Regions from separate parts of the Zea mays genome. Here all the other regions are linked to region 1. Evidence: chromatin contacts called from public Hi-C data. All regions are on one chromosome and are shown on one strand. The core of a region is the stretch at or near the end of the contact, and the rest is flanking DNA. Distances in the headings are between cores, read along the strand shown. Region 1 has its middle 3.8 kb from the start of LOC111590710. Region 2 holds the start of LOC100273820. Region 3 holds the start of LOC100192506 (Zinc transporter SLC39A7).

Region 1 (4,026 bases), core at 783-3,282:
AACTCATATTGCTTATTTTGCTCAAACAAGCTCCAAAAGAGGTAGATGTTGATTATTTTGAGCTGATTGTAACTTAGAAACTTACATTGTTGAACTTATGAACATGTGAATCAAAGACTAGGCAAACTAGTTAGTCTGAATGGTTGTGATGGTCATCAAGCACCAAAATCAATATAAGAAATGGTCAAGACCATTTCCCTTTCAGTTATATTAAGATTAATATGACTAAGCATATTTATTCTAAATTTTACTATCATCTCAAACTCTTGGAAATCCTGCAAGTAGATTTATTCACTAAATTCTTGCTTGCATTCACATTTAGAAAATGTGTTCAAGGTATAGAGATTAGATATTTGATAGACTTGTATGTTTATAGGAATGGCACCCCTGAATGTTAGCCCTTACTATTTGATCCTAAATAAACCTATATAAACCTGAAGTTTGTAGTTGTCCTCAATATAACCATTGTACTCTTTTCTCATTGTGTGTATTATTAAAGATCCAACATAATGTTTTTAGAGCCAATAAGTACAATACATGGAGCATATCGGAGTTTTATTGAGGAGTGAGTAGTTGTGGTATTCACCCAAGAGAGAGTGTTAAGAAAATATGCGAAATGTTATATGGGCTAAGATCAATGTACATTAAGTGGCTCTATATTTCCATATAATAACTATATATATACTTGTGAGAAGAGTTTCGTCACCATTGGTTTCTTCTATCCCCTTTGTTGTGATGGGAAGGAAACGAAGAACTAGTTTTTTTATATCTTGCTCCCATCTAATTATTGTTGACGAGAGACTTAAGAGTTTAAGTGGGTGTTTAAATGCACTAGAGCTATAGTTAGTTGAGTAAAAAAAATTCTAGTAGAATTAGCTAACAAATAGCTAACTACCCATTAGCTAATTTGTTAGACTATTTAGATATCTTCAGCTAATTTTAGTAGATGATTATTAGATCTAGTGCATTCAAACATAGCCTAAATCTACATAGGCTTGTTGAGGTTTTTTTAGATAATGGGAAAATATGTCCCGACCTACATCCGAAACGGATGACGGCTACACAAATCCACAAAACAAACAAATCCATTGCCACATGCGGCACAAACTCAAGCACAGTTGGGAGAGCAAAAACATAAAGGATACATCTTAGATAGTAATCCTATTAATAAATTGTCACCCATGATGAGCGAAGATTTGCATCACCGACACTTCTAACCTTCTGCAGGCATCCTTCATAATTTTGGCATCGTCTTCATGCTTTTGGAGGAGCGCCCAAGAACGACACCAATAAATTCCTCTAAAGAGTACCTGTATATAAGTTTGTATATGGCTTTTATAAAAAACAACATCATTTCTACACAACCATAATACCCAGCAAATGGCAGTAGCACCAACCAAAATCAACGACCGACACGACCCACAAAGGAAAGGAATCTACCCCCAGGCAAAGAAGGCTTACGGTACGGGCCTGTTAGACCAAAACCCCTGCAGCCCACTTGCAAAATAGCACCGAAGCACCGGCCCATCTAACGAAACCCTGAGGCCCCATCCAACGAAAGTAGATGATGCAAGTTCGGGTACGATTCGGCCGGCGCTCCTCCCCTTGTTGGGCCTGTGTCTCCCATCGCATCATTCATTCACCACATGCGGCATTTTGATTTCAGCGCAGCATTATTTTTATACATACGTTGGGGAAAAAAAGTGCCAAAGGCCGAAGCAGTGAAACTTGAAAGAAATGAAGAGACAGAACAGTTGGTCAAGTCGGCAGAGTGGCACGGCACAGTGTTGCGGAATGAAATGAAGTCGGAGATCCTATATGGGCGGGCGGCGGCGAGGTGCCCGGTCGTCGTCGGCCGCGCGAGCAGTGTCACATGGCATGTTTGTGTTGTGCCGGGGCACATCAGCAGGCGAATCAATCAATCAATCAATCAATCAGTGCGTGCTCTCGATGACGATGGATCGGCCCGGACCTCTCACGCAATGCGAGGTCCCGTCCTGATCACATGCGCTCCTAGCTACACAGGGCCCTGCCGGGTTCAATCCACCTCTAGCTGGGACTGGGACGGGAGGGATTAGGATTAGGATTGGGATTAGGACTAGGCAACCTAGCTAACTGTGGTAGGATCGCAGCAACTAACCCTCCTTCACTAGCGCTGGTCGGTGTCGTTCCTGCGAAGAAACGAAACCGACGACAGCTAGCTACTGATGATCAGAGTACTACCACAAGGGAATAATAATGTCGATTCATATATATAGTACGACGCGTCGTCGGCAATCTAATCATCGACGCCGACCGGCCGGTTTAGCACGAGGTATAGTATATAGCCTCTGGCTTTGTCTCTCACACGCTGCTGAGGTGACGCCACATGGCATGGAGATATATATATAGGGAACATAGCAAAACAGTAGGCATGCATATGCCAAGCGCATTATATTTCGCTACCAAGTGTAGGGTATACAGATACTACTAGTTGACCTGCAGCAAAGTACTACACCCCCACACCATCTAATAATAATGCAATAAGGCGGCATGGTTCTACACTTCGTTAACTTGACGTGATGATCTCATGGCCGGTTTAGCTGTTACCTCTCTCTTATTATATTGTACTCCGCCATATTGTTCATGGCCGCCGGCCAGGAGAATGTTGTGATCATCATGCATACTAGAGCGATGATACATCTGCCGCTAGCTCCTTATTTCTTTCTTCATCGACAACTTTGTTGTTGGAACCGAACGCGTGTTGGAGTTGGACCACGCAGCAGCAGGGGACGTTTATACTTGTTGGTAAGCTGTTGTTAGCGCTAATGATGACAAACAGACGAGGGGAAGTTTTCGCCTGAAAACAAGCTAAAACCTAGGAGCTAGCTACAGGTGAATCGAACTAGAGTAGGTAACTTAACTTGAGCCAGTCAGTCATGCGCGCTGGGCTGTGCAATGCATATGCACCGCTGACAATTGTAGGCCCAGCTGACAGAAAATATATAGACACATTTATGTGCGAGTCACGTCGCTAGCTCTGGATCTTGAGTCGCTTTGAAGGAGGCAACTGATCGATGTCTGACTCTGATGCTAACCATACCCTTGCAGTGAGTGTGAGTACAACGTAACCTACTAGAATAGAATCACGCATCAAATTAACACTCGTCGTCGTTGCCTCTGTACCGAGTAATTGTTGCTGCTGGCGGGCTTCCAGTTTTTTTCATTTTCTTTTTCAGATGGCGGAGCTCACGTCCGCTTCCCAGGTCCACGCACAGCTCACGTCCGGCTCCCCAATCAACCGAAAGCTGCCGCTGAGCTGAGACTGAGACGGAGGGGCTGACCGGTGGGGGCGTGCGTGATGCCCTCCTCCTCCTCGGAAAAGGTGAGTGGGTGGGTGGCCGTGCACACGCTGACACAGGCCAGTTGCTTTTCTGAGCTCTGCCTGTCTCTTCTGCCCAGATATGGGACAATCCTGCCTGGTCTCAATCGGGGTTGAGAACATCTCTTTGTCGTCACCACGGTTACTTACACTTACCTCCCGTGGTAATTAACCAGGCAAAGCAATTAACTGAACCCAACGACGTGTACGTACCACCGTAGGACAGACATGTCGGGAGCCCGGACACGGGGGGATCCACTCCACTGCACGAGAGAGACGCCCGTCGCTGTACGCCTCTAGTGTAGCCCGTCAGGAGTGACCAAGAGGCGAGCAGCAAGAGGGGGCCAGAGGACGATGCTCACGCGAGCCCCACGCCCGCACACGGGCGGCGCTGCGGTGTCGTACGTACCCGACGGCCCCTTCGTCACGTCCCCACGTACGTACGCACGCGCGCTCGGGCCTCGCCGCGTCGATCGGCTCCACCTGCCCCTGCCGCTGCCGGGCAAGGCAACGATCGAGTCAGCGCCGCACAGGGCCGCCGATGCGTGCTGCGGCGGGTGGCCTGGCCTGGCCTGGCCTCCCAGCAGCGGTACCGACCAACCTCCGGACTGTGGAGAGGTAAGCAAGGCCAGCCAGCCAGCCAGCAGCCGAGGCGGCCGCGTATG
Region 2 (4,026 bases), core at 750-3,249, 400 kb after region 1:
TTCAGAAATTGTTTCATATTTTCAAACCTTCGCTATGCAGGAGTATGTCAATCACTTTTTTGCGAGTTGGTCGATTTATTGGTCACATATGAGCACATGACTGATCCACTATATTACACAATGAAAATCATAGATGATATCTGTGATGACATTAAATCCATTTTTCTTGTTCAACACCCGAGCAATTTGGATACTGCTTGTGCACTTGCCTTGTTGGCTTGTTGCAGGAGGAGGTCGACTCGTCGAGGCGTCATCCGAAACAGAACTGCTTCACCCTATTTTTTTTGTGAGTATAGTTTCTCTAGGATATAGTAGAGTCATGCTAAACACCCTCTTAGAGTGATTTTTCTATGGGTTTAAAAATCTTATAAATTATCTACATATTTGTGGACTAAAAATGGACAAAAAATAAACTACTCTAAATTAAGGGATATTAGTAACTTTAACGGTTTTAAAAGTTTTGGTGTAAGATATTTGGTTTTGGATTTTTTTGAACCGAGGATATCCCATTTCTTTTATTTTCATAACATAAATACAATCGAAGTCACGCGCCACCTGAAAAAATCACAAGGAGCAATCTGAGACGGAGGACATCGTTCAAAATCACTCCCAGCGTTTTCTCAGCTAAAGTACCCTCTGAATCATTCAGAGATGAATACTATAACTGCATGCGTCCAAGTTTGCATCCAAGTTTGCAGGATTACAACCTCACACATGAGACAAAAGTCAAGTTCATGACAGCCAGGAAACCACCAGCGCAGGGGCCAACATCAACAAAGACAAACAAAACAACACTAAATATAACTTCTGGACTCAACGGCACCAGATCACAAGAGCTCACACCAAACACCATCTTCAACTCCTATTTTCTTCTGAACTGCATCCTCTTCTTCATCTCCCTCAGAAACCTCATGTTTCTGGTTGTCCTCCGGATCATCAAGCTTGAAACTGGCTGCCCTAACCAGCAGTTGAGCACCCCCTCCCGAATCAAGTCCTGGAGCTCTTTCTTTCTTAAACCTGCCCAAACGTTCATCAGAGCACAAGCATGACAAATGATGTCTTTAGGAGAATTAATAAGAATCTTTTCAAAGCACAATTTATTTCTTGCTTTCCAAACTGCCCAGCAAATAGCTGCCACACCTATGATGTGAATATTTTTCAAATCAGTAGCATAATTGTCCAACCAATTACAACATCGAGTTATATTATTAGGAACAATACAAGTGTTAGAGAAATTCACAACAACACCCCAAATCACCCTAGTAACCGAGCAGCAAAAAAAAGTTGATCAATCGATTCAGGCTGGTTACAGAAACAACAGGACAAGTCTCCAATCCACCCCTTCTTTGCCATATTATTTTTAGTTAACAACAAATTGTTTTCAAGTAACCACACAAACATTTTAATATTTGGCAGGATTTTTTGCTTTCCATACATGTTTCATGCTAGTACCATAAGTATAGTTATGATTCACAATGTGAGTATAAAGGGATTTGACACTCAATGACTTCAGGATCATTGTGGAAATTAAACTGCATATGTCTTCCCACTTAATTCTGCAATCTTCATATAACCATCTTCTAAAGCTCATTTGCCAACCATTTTCATCAGGATTTGGTTTTGGAATTGATGAAATAAAACTAGACAATGACGATAATCAAGAGAGAGAAAATGATTTTTTGGATTAAAACAGCCCGCATTGACACAGACAGAGGCAGGCCGACAGGTAGTGCCGAAATGTGTCTGCGTCGGCCCACACGAAAAACTGGATCGTCAAAAAAAGCTAGCGCTCCCGCCTCTAGCCTCTCTCGCGAGTCGCCAGTAGCAGTGGGCGCAGCCGCCCCGGCCCGGCCCGCCAAGCGGCAGGCGCCAACTCAAAAAAGGTAGTCCGAAACCTCCCGCCACAACCACCCAAGGTTTCGACTTTCGAGTTCGAATGCCCAGAGCAGGCAACGAAATCCCCCCGGAACGGCGGCGGCTCTCCCCACTCCTTTTAAATTTCGAAACCCACCACCATCCCAGCAAACACAAATCGCGCACGCTCCCCAGTCCCCACACTCCCCATCCAATCCGCGCACACCAAGCCCCCAATCTCGGCCGCCACTCGCTGACTAGCTGCTCCGGCAACAGTCCCCCCCGAGGTACGAGGGTGCGACCGCGGCATGGACACGCTCCCAGAAGGCGTCGTGCAGCACATCCTCTCGCAGCTCAGCAACGCCCGCGACGTGGCCGGCTGCGCCGCCGTCGCCCGCTGCTGGCGCGACTGTGTGGCCTTCCTTCCGTCGCTCTATTTTCCGCGGGGCGCCTTTGAGGCCTTGGCCGGCGGACCGGCGTCGGCCGTGGCCTTCGCCGACGACGCCATCGGTCGGATGGTCGACGCCGCCGCGCGCCTCGAGGAGCTCGTCGTGTACTGCCCCTTCTCCGCGTCCCTGCTCCCGCACTGGCTCGCGGCGCGGGCCGCCACGCTGCGCGTGCTCGAGCTACGGATGGACTCCGCCGCCGCTGACAAGTCGGGGCACCTGAATCTCGATTCTATCGGGGTGGCCGCGGGCCTCGAGGAGCTCAGGCTGTGGGGGCTCACGATGACGCGCGCCCCCGCGTGGGGCCGGATGGAGCGGCTCCGCGTGCTGGAGATCGTCAGCGCCATCCTGGTAGACGCAGCGGTCAACGACGTCCTCGCCGCCTGCCCCAACCTCACCGACCTCTCGCTGCTCGGGTGCCAGTGCGACGGAGAGGCGGTCATCTCGCTAGCCTCGCTCGAGCGGTGCCGGCTCGACTTCCTCGGCTCTGGCAACTCCTCTCTCAGGTTCGCCGCGCCCCGCGTCGAGTCCCTTGAGGTCCAGGGTTTCTCATTTATCTATCTGCAAGGTGGCAACCGTCTCAAACATCTCACAATCTCCAAGAACACTGGTATGTTCCGGTCTTCCGAAGGGCTCTTTTGCGTTCCCTTGCAAAACAGATTTGGTCCCTTTCACATTGCCTGATGGTTAATATACCAAAAATGGATATTTTAGGTAGTGTGCATCATGTCGAGATGGGGAAGCTCCCGGAGCTGGACCAGCTCTCGCTGCGCGGCGTCCAGTGGAGCTGGGGCGCCATCAGCTCGGTGCTGCAGTGCGCTAGCGAGGTGAAGCACCTGGTGATGAAGGTCGAATTCTCCGGTGATTATGACACGCTGCAGCCGTTTCCGGAGATCGACCTCGTCGAATTCTTCAACAGCCACCCGAAGCTTCGCAAGTTCGAGGTCCACGGCGCCATGTTCGCGGCGCTGAGTCAGGAAAACAGCCTGAAGAATGTAAGCCATGTCATACAGCTTCTATGCTTGCAATATTTTGCTTCTGGACTTCTGGTTGTTGTATGGCCTAGCTAACTCTGTTCTTCCAAATTCCAACGCAGTTGGATTCAAGGTTCGTGATACCTTTCTTGGAGCAGGTCGTGGTCACCGTGCGGTCATCTCTCAATGCTAAGCAGAAGCTGAACACCCTCAAGTCCGTTGTCAGGTACAGCGTGAGGCTAAGAAGGATGATCATTAGGATCTCGCAGATGAAGAATTGCCATGCTGCTGGAGATGATTTCTTTGAGGAGATTTGCAAGTTCACTTACATGAACAGTGGGACAGTGTGCATAGAGTAGAGGTGTTGCTGCATTTGCCATTCTTGAAGTGATTTAACACTAAATCAAGGCAGTTTTTACCCATGCTGTTTGCTTAGGACAGTTTACTGGATAATTCATTGTTTGTTTTGTTGTTCACCGAGCTTGAATGTATCCTGCACTTCAGGCTTGAAATCGTTTGGTTCTATTTGTCACTAGTCTAAGTTTTGCGCCTGTTAACTGCACTGGTAATAAGTGGCTTTGGTTTGTTGCTGTTCTTTGATCCAAGCAATTTTTCCCATTTGGTACAATCTAGTTTGATATAATAAGAAATATATAGTTGATTGTTGCCCTTCAGCTGCACATTATTCAGTGGCCGATTGACTTTATCGACAGAACTGTAATCTAACGACATTGACACTAATCCATTTTTAC
Region 3 (4,026 bases), core at 1,027-3,526, 320 kb after region 1:
TGCTTTGGAGGTTCAACACTTCAGTTTGTAATAACTCATAGCACAGCAGAAAAGAACATGCAAGAGATGGTAGGAAATAGAACAGTTTGATCCAATTGGTTCAGACAGTTCAGAGGTTTACTGCTTTTAACAAAGCAATGTGCAGTAGGCAAAACATGCATGGAGCTACGCTCCTTTTTAAAATTACAAGAAGATTGATTTAGGGTCACAAGTTACATTGGAGTGAACACAACATTCCTCAGTTTAAACTTTTCTGGGACCTTTGCAAAATCCACCCATGTCCCCTCCTATGTCCAATGGCAGTGCAAATATGGTGCCAGGGCCACTAAACTGTCCTTGAGAACCAAGGTACAACTAAAGGAGATATAGAAACAGTTTATAGCCCAGGATGATGTAGATGATGGGCGAGACAAAACAGTAACTAGTAAAACATAAGCCAGCAGATATACATGAACCAAGCACAAACAAAAACAAGAACCAAAATAAGACCATAGCATGTATCAAAGGATATACCAAAAGCATGTGGCAGCTGATGAAGAAATGAATCTCCAAGCATAGCTCCTGCCTGCAGATTACATTGAAAGTTTGGAACCAAAGAAGGAAAGCACATAAGCTGTAACATCATTGATTCTGAACGTAGTAGAATTAGTCAAATAGATCAATACTATAGAACCTCAATACCTCATGCAGAAAATATCGGTGCAAGACAATGTCATAAATAAGCTAAATAATCTCAAAATTATGAGGTGTCGTCTCATGGTTGACTCTTCTGAATATAAACTTCTACAGATGTTTAAAAAATGTAGGTTTCTTTTGACTGCGTCGCATATTCAGCTAGATACATACAGAACTCATCAGGAAAAATATGTTAAAAACATGTTTAACCATTTGCATTTCTACTTATCTTTTGTAGGAGAAAGGAATGTCACTTTGTATATGAGAAAGTGCAACCATCACAGATCCGTTACAATACAGTTTTATGTAATCAAGTATGTGTTTCAAACAGATGACATGATTCCATTTGTCTACTTTTGTCGCACTGTTTGGTTGATTTATTCTCTGCTGAATGAGTAGAAACACATCAGAATGAATTTCGATACAACCTGAGTTTTCTATGCTATTTACAACATCCATCATGGACAAAATTTTAGAGGCAACATTTCATATGCAGGGTCAATTGCCCCTGGATGAAACAAAATTCACAGGATACCAGATAATTCATCTCTGTGACTTTCACTGAATGCAGATATTACTTTTTAATAGCTTGTAATTGCAGAAGATTATCATAGGGTACATGAATTTCAAGTTGCGTTCGCTAGACTGACAGGAGAAATGTAATGTACTTGGCTAGGTAGCTCTCAGGATTTGCTAAGGAAAACACACAAAGTTGAGTAGATTGTAGACAAATATCCATTTGCTAGCTCGATTTAGCAAGATCCTTCAAAGAGCTGCACAATCCCCACTTACCCCAAACACTGCAAGCGAATCCACTATGGCCTTAGACGGTTTCCCCTTAACTGCAGAATTGAAATAAACCAGACAATCAGGACCTGCGCAGAAGGGCAAGCAAATAATCCCCAGATTGCAACGGGCCAAGCGGGGGCACTCACAGAAGATGACCGGCAAGAGGACGAGGCAGACAAGGGACGCCATACTGACCAGCAGCGAGCACCCCATCGCGCTCAGCCACACGCCTGCTCGATCAAATCCCCAAATCATTCAATCGCCTCGGATGAAATCGCGCCTCAAGCGCAAAAACGAGCAGGATCGGAACAAAAAAATGTCTAACCCATGGGCGATGTCTCCATGTCGCCGTGGCTGTGGTGATGGTGGTGGTGGTGGTGGTGGCCGTGGTCATGGTCTTCGTAACCGAAGGACTCGAGCTCGAGATCCGCCTCCTCCGCCATCTCCTCCGGGAGCAGCCGCTGGATCTCGCCGTGTCCATGGCCGTGGTGATGGTGATGGTGGTGCTCATGGTCCGCGCCGCCGCCGCAGCTGTGGCCATGGTCGTGGCGTTCGTGTGGTTCGCCGTGGCCGCCGTGGTCGTAGAAGGGGCAGGAGGACTCAAAGTGCCCAGCGGCGGGGGCGGCCAGGGCCGCGGCGGCCACCAGGAGCAGCAGTACGGTGGCGAGGCTTTGGCGGCGCATTATGGCTCGCGCGTCGGTGCGTCCGCGGGGTTTTGGGGTGGGAGCGCTTGCAGACGCGCTCTATGGTGACCACGACGACGAGAACAAAGAAGAGCCCGAGTGACAATGCCAATCACCACCCGAGCATCACCACTCACCACATCCAGGTCTATAGACACTTAGGGTCCCTTTGGTTTGACTTCCAGGGAGAGATTCACGTTCTGGAATTTTAAAACGCAGCCAAAGGGGCTTGGGATGGAAAGCGATTCTCTAAAATTTACCGATTCCCGTAAGTTATTTTGGAATCACGTGGTACCCCAGATTTCAACGGATTCCCCTCCGAAATTACCCGCACTGCCACTCTTTACAAACGTAACGCTTCGTTTATTTTTTCCCGAGCGTCCTCTTTTCTTCCAGCGGCGCGTCTCGACTCCTCCCCTTCGTCCCCATCGGAGCACAAGCAAGCTCCCAGGATCCGCGTCTGGATCCCCTCCCGCCGCCCCTGGATCCGCTCCCGCCAGCGCCCCTGGGTCCGCTCCCGCGCGGCGCCCCTGGATCCGCTCCCGCGCGGCGCCCGTCGATCCGCTCCCGCGCGGCGCCCGTCGATCCGCTCCCGCCAGCGCCCCTGGATCCGCTCCCGCGCGGCGCCCGTCGATCCGCTCCCGCGCGGCGCCCGTCGATCCGCTCCCGCGCGGCGCCCGTCGATCCGCTCCCTTAGAGCTTGTTCGATTAGCTTTTAATACATACATATGAATTGAGTGAGATTGAATGGGTTTGAATCCCAAACAAATCAAACTTCTTCTTAATTTTTTCCAATCTCATCCGATCCATATGTATTGGGAATAACCGAAGAAGGCCTTAGATGGTCAAACGTGTTGTCCGGCACCATAGCACTTAATACTGAATTTTCTCACATTTTAGGGTACACACGCGTTCATGTTCAGCGGTATTACGTGTTCTAATGTACTAGAGATCTAGGCCTCTCATTCTATTTATGTGTGTGTTATGGACGCGCACGCGTGTGTGTTGTGGCGTTCTTGTACCCTCATAAAAAAAACACTAGCACTATTAGACACGACACTAGACACTATTAGTAATTGTGTCATGCAGTATCGGTACTAGTGCCTAACCAGCTGCCTAGACACTACATTATATTGCCTAATCGTGTCGTATCGGCACTACTTCGTTTAAAAAACTCAAAAAAATATAAAAGATCTTTAAGATTGTATATATAATTTAAAACTTAAATATTTTTATCGTTATAAAGTGAATTCATTATGTTTAAAATCATAATAAATAACAATTTACAATCACAATCACGTCTATATACCATCGGTTGGTCTAAGTCGTGCTTAACTATGCCAGTCACCAAATCCCCCAGATTTAAGAGTTCTACCATCATTCTTTTTAAGTGGGGTAGTATTCCAGTGAGGTTGTTGCTATGGAGGAAAAGAAGACATGTGCATGTAGCAAGCTTGTGAAGGATCAGATCATCGAAGCATATAAGTTTCTGGATGAGAACTGGTCACCCAAGTTTCGTTGATGAAGCACCAGAAGACCAATCAAGGAAGGAATCCATGTGGGAGTTTGTTTGAGGAATGTTTGCGTGTTGGTATAGATGCTTCTTCAATAAGCTAGCTGCCAAGTGAAAGCTAGAAGCCTGAAGATGATCTTTGACTAGCTAGAATCAGCGTTTGCAATCGGCAACTAGATGCTCCTCAAAGACCAGATTTTGTTGAAGCTCAATCTCCTCGAAGAGTACCCATAACCCTTCTAAGCCGAATATCGAGGACGAGATTCATTTCAAGTGGGGTAGATCTGTAGCATCCTGAAAATTCAAATCCTGAAAATTTCTCAAACTCTCAAAATTCAAAATAAATTTTAAATTTTGTTTCAAAAT

Evidence for each region. Hi-C and Micro-C count contacts between places; a contact is called where the count stands out from the background.
Region 2: a Hi-C map of tassel shows a contact between it and region 1, with 3 times the contacts expected there. The contact joins the promoter of LOC100273820 here to the enhancer-like site in region 1. A contact is called at or near these places in 2 of 25 Hi-C or Micro-C datasets (endosperm and tassel).
Region 3: a Hi-C map of ear shows a contact between it and region 1, with 2.3 times the contacts expected there. The contact joins the promoter of LOC100192506 here to the enhancer-like site in region 1. A contact is called at or near these places in 2 of 25 Hi-C or Micro-C datasets (ear and tassel).

Annotation. Positions count from the first base shown.
Region 1 is chr1:202,679,854-202,683,879 of Zm-B73-REFERENCE-NAM-5.0, forward strand. No RefSeq gene overlaps it. Among protein-coding and RNA genes, the nearest start is that of LOC111590710, 3.8 kb to the left of the region's middle. Within about 2 kb of position 2,033, at least 17 of the 20 cell types and tissues checked have an H3K27ac peak or open chromatin away from gene starts, as enhancers often do. A contact at or near this core is called in ear and tassel, where this site is marked.
Region 2 is chr1:203,082,063-203,086,088 of Zm-B73-REFERENCE-NAM-5.0, forward strand. It overlaps LOC100273820, which reads left to right and starts at 2,000. Exons shown (of 3, transcript NM_001353582.1): 1 at 2,000-2,910; 2 at 3,015-3,295; 3 at 3,397-3,945. The coding sequence starts at 2,163. The coding sequence ends at 3,633.
Region 3 is chr1:203,003,908-203,007,933 of Zm-B73-REFERENCE-NAM-5.0, forward strand. LOC100192506 (Zinc transporter SLC39A7) reads right to left here and starts at 2,277. Exons shown (of 11, transcript NM_001137726.1): 1 at 1,790-2,277; 2 at 1,611-1,694; 3 at 1,468-1,517; 4 at 514-565. The coding sequence starts at 2,147.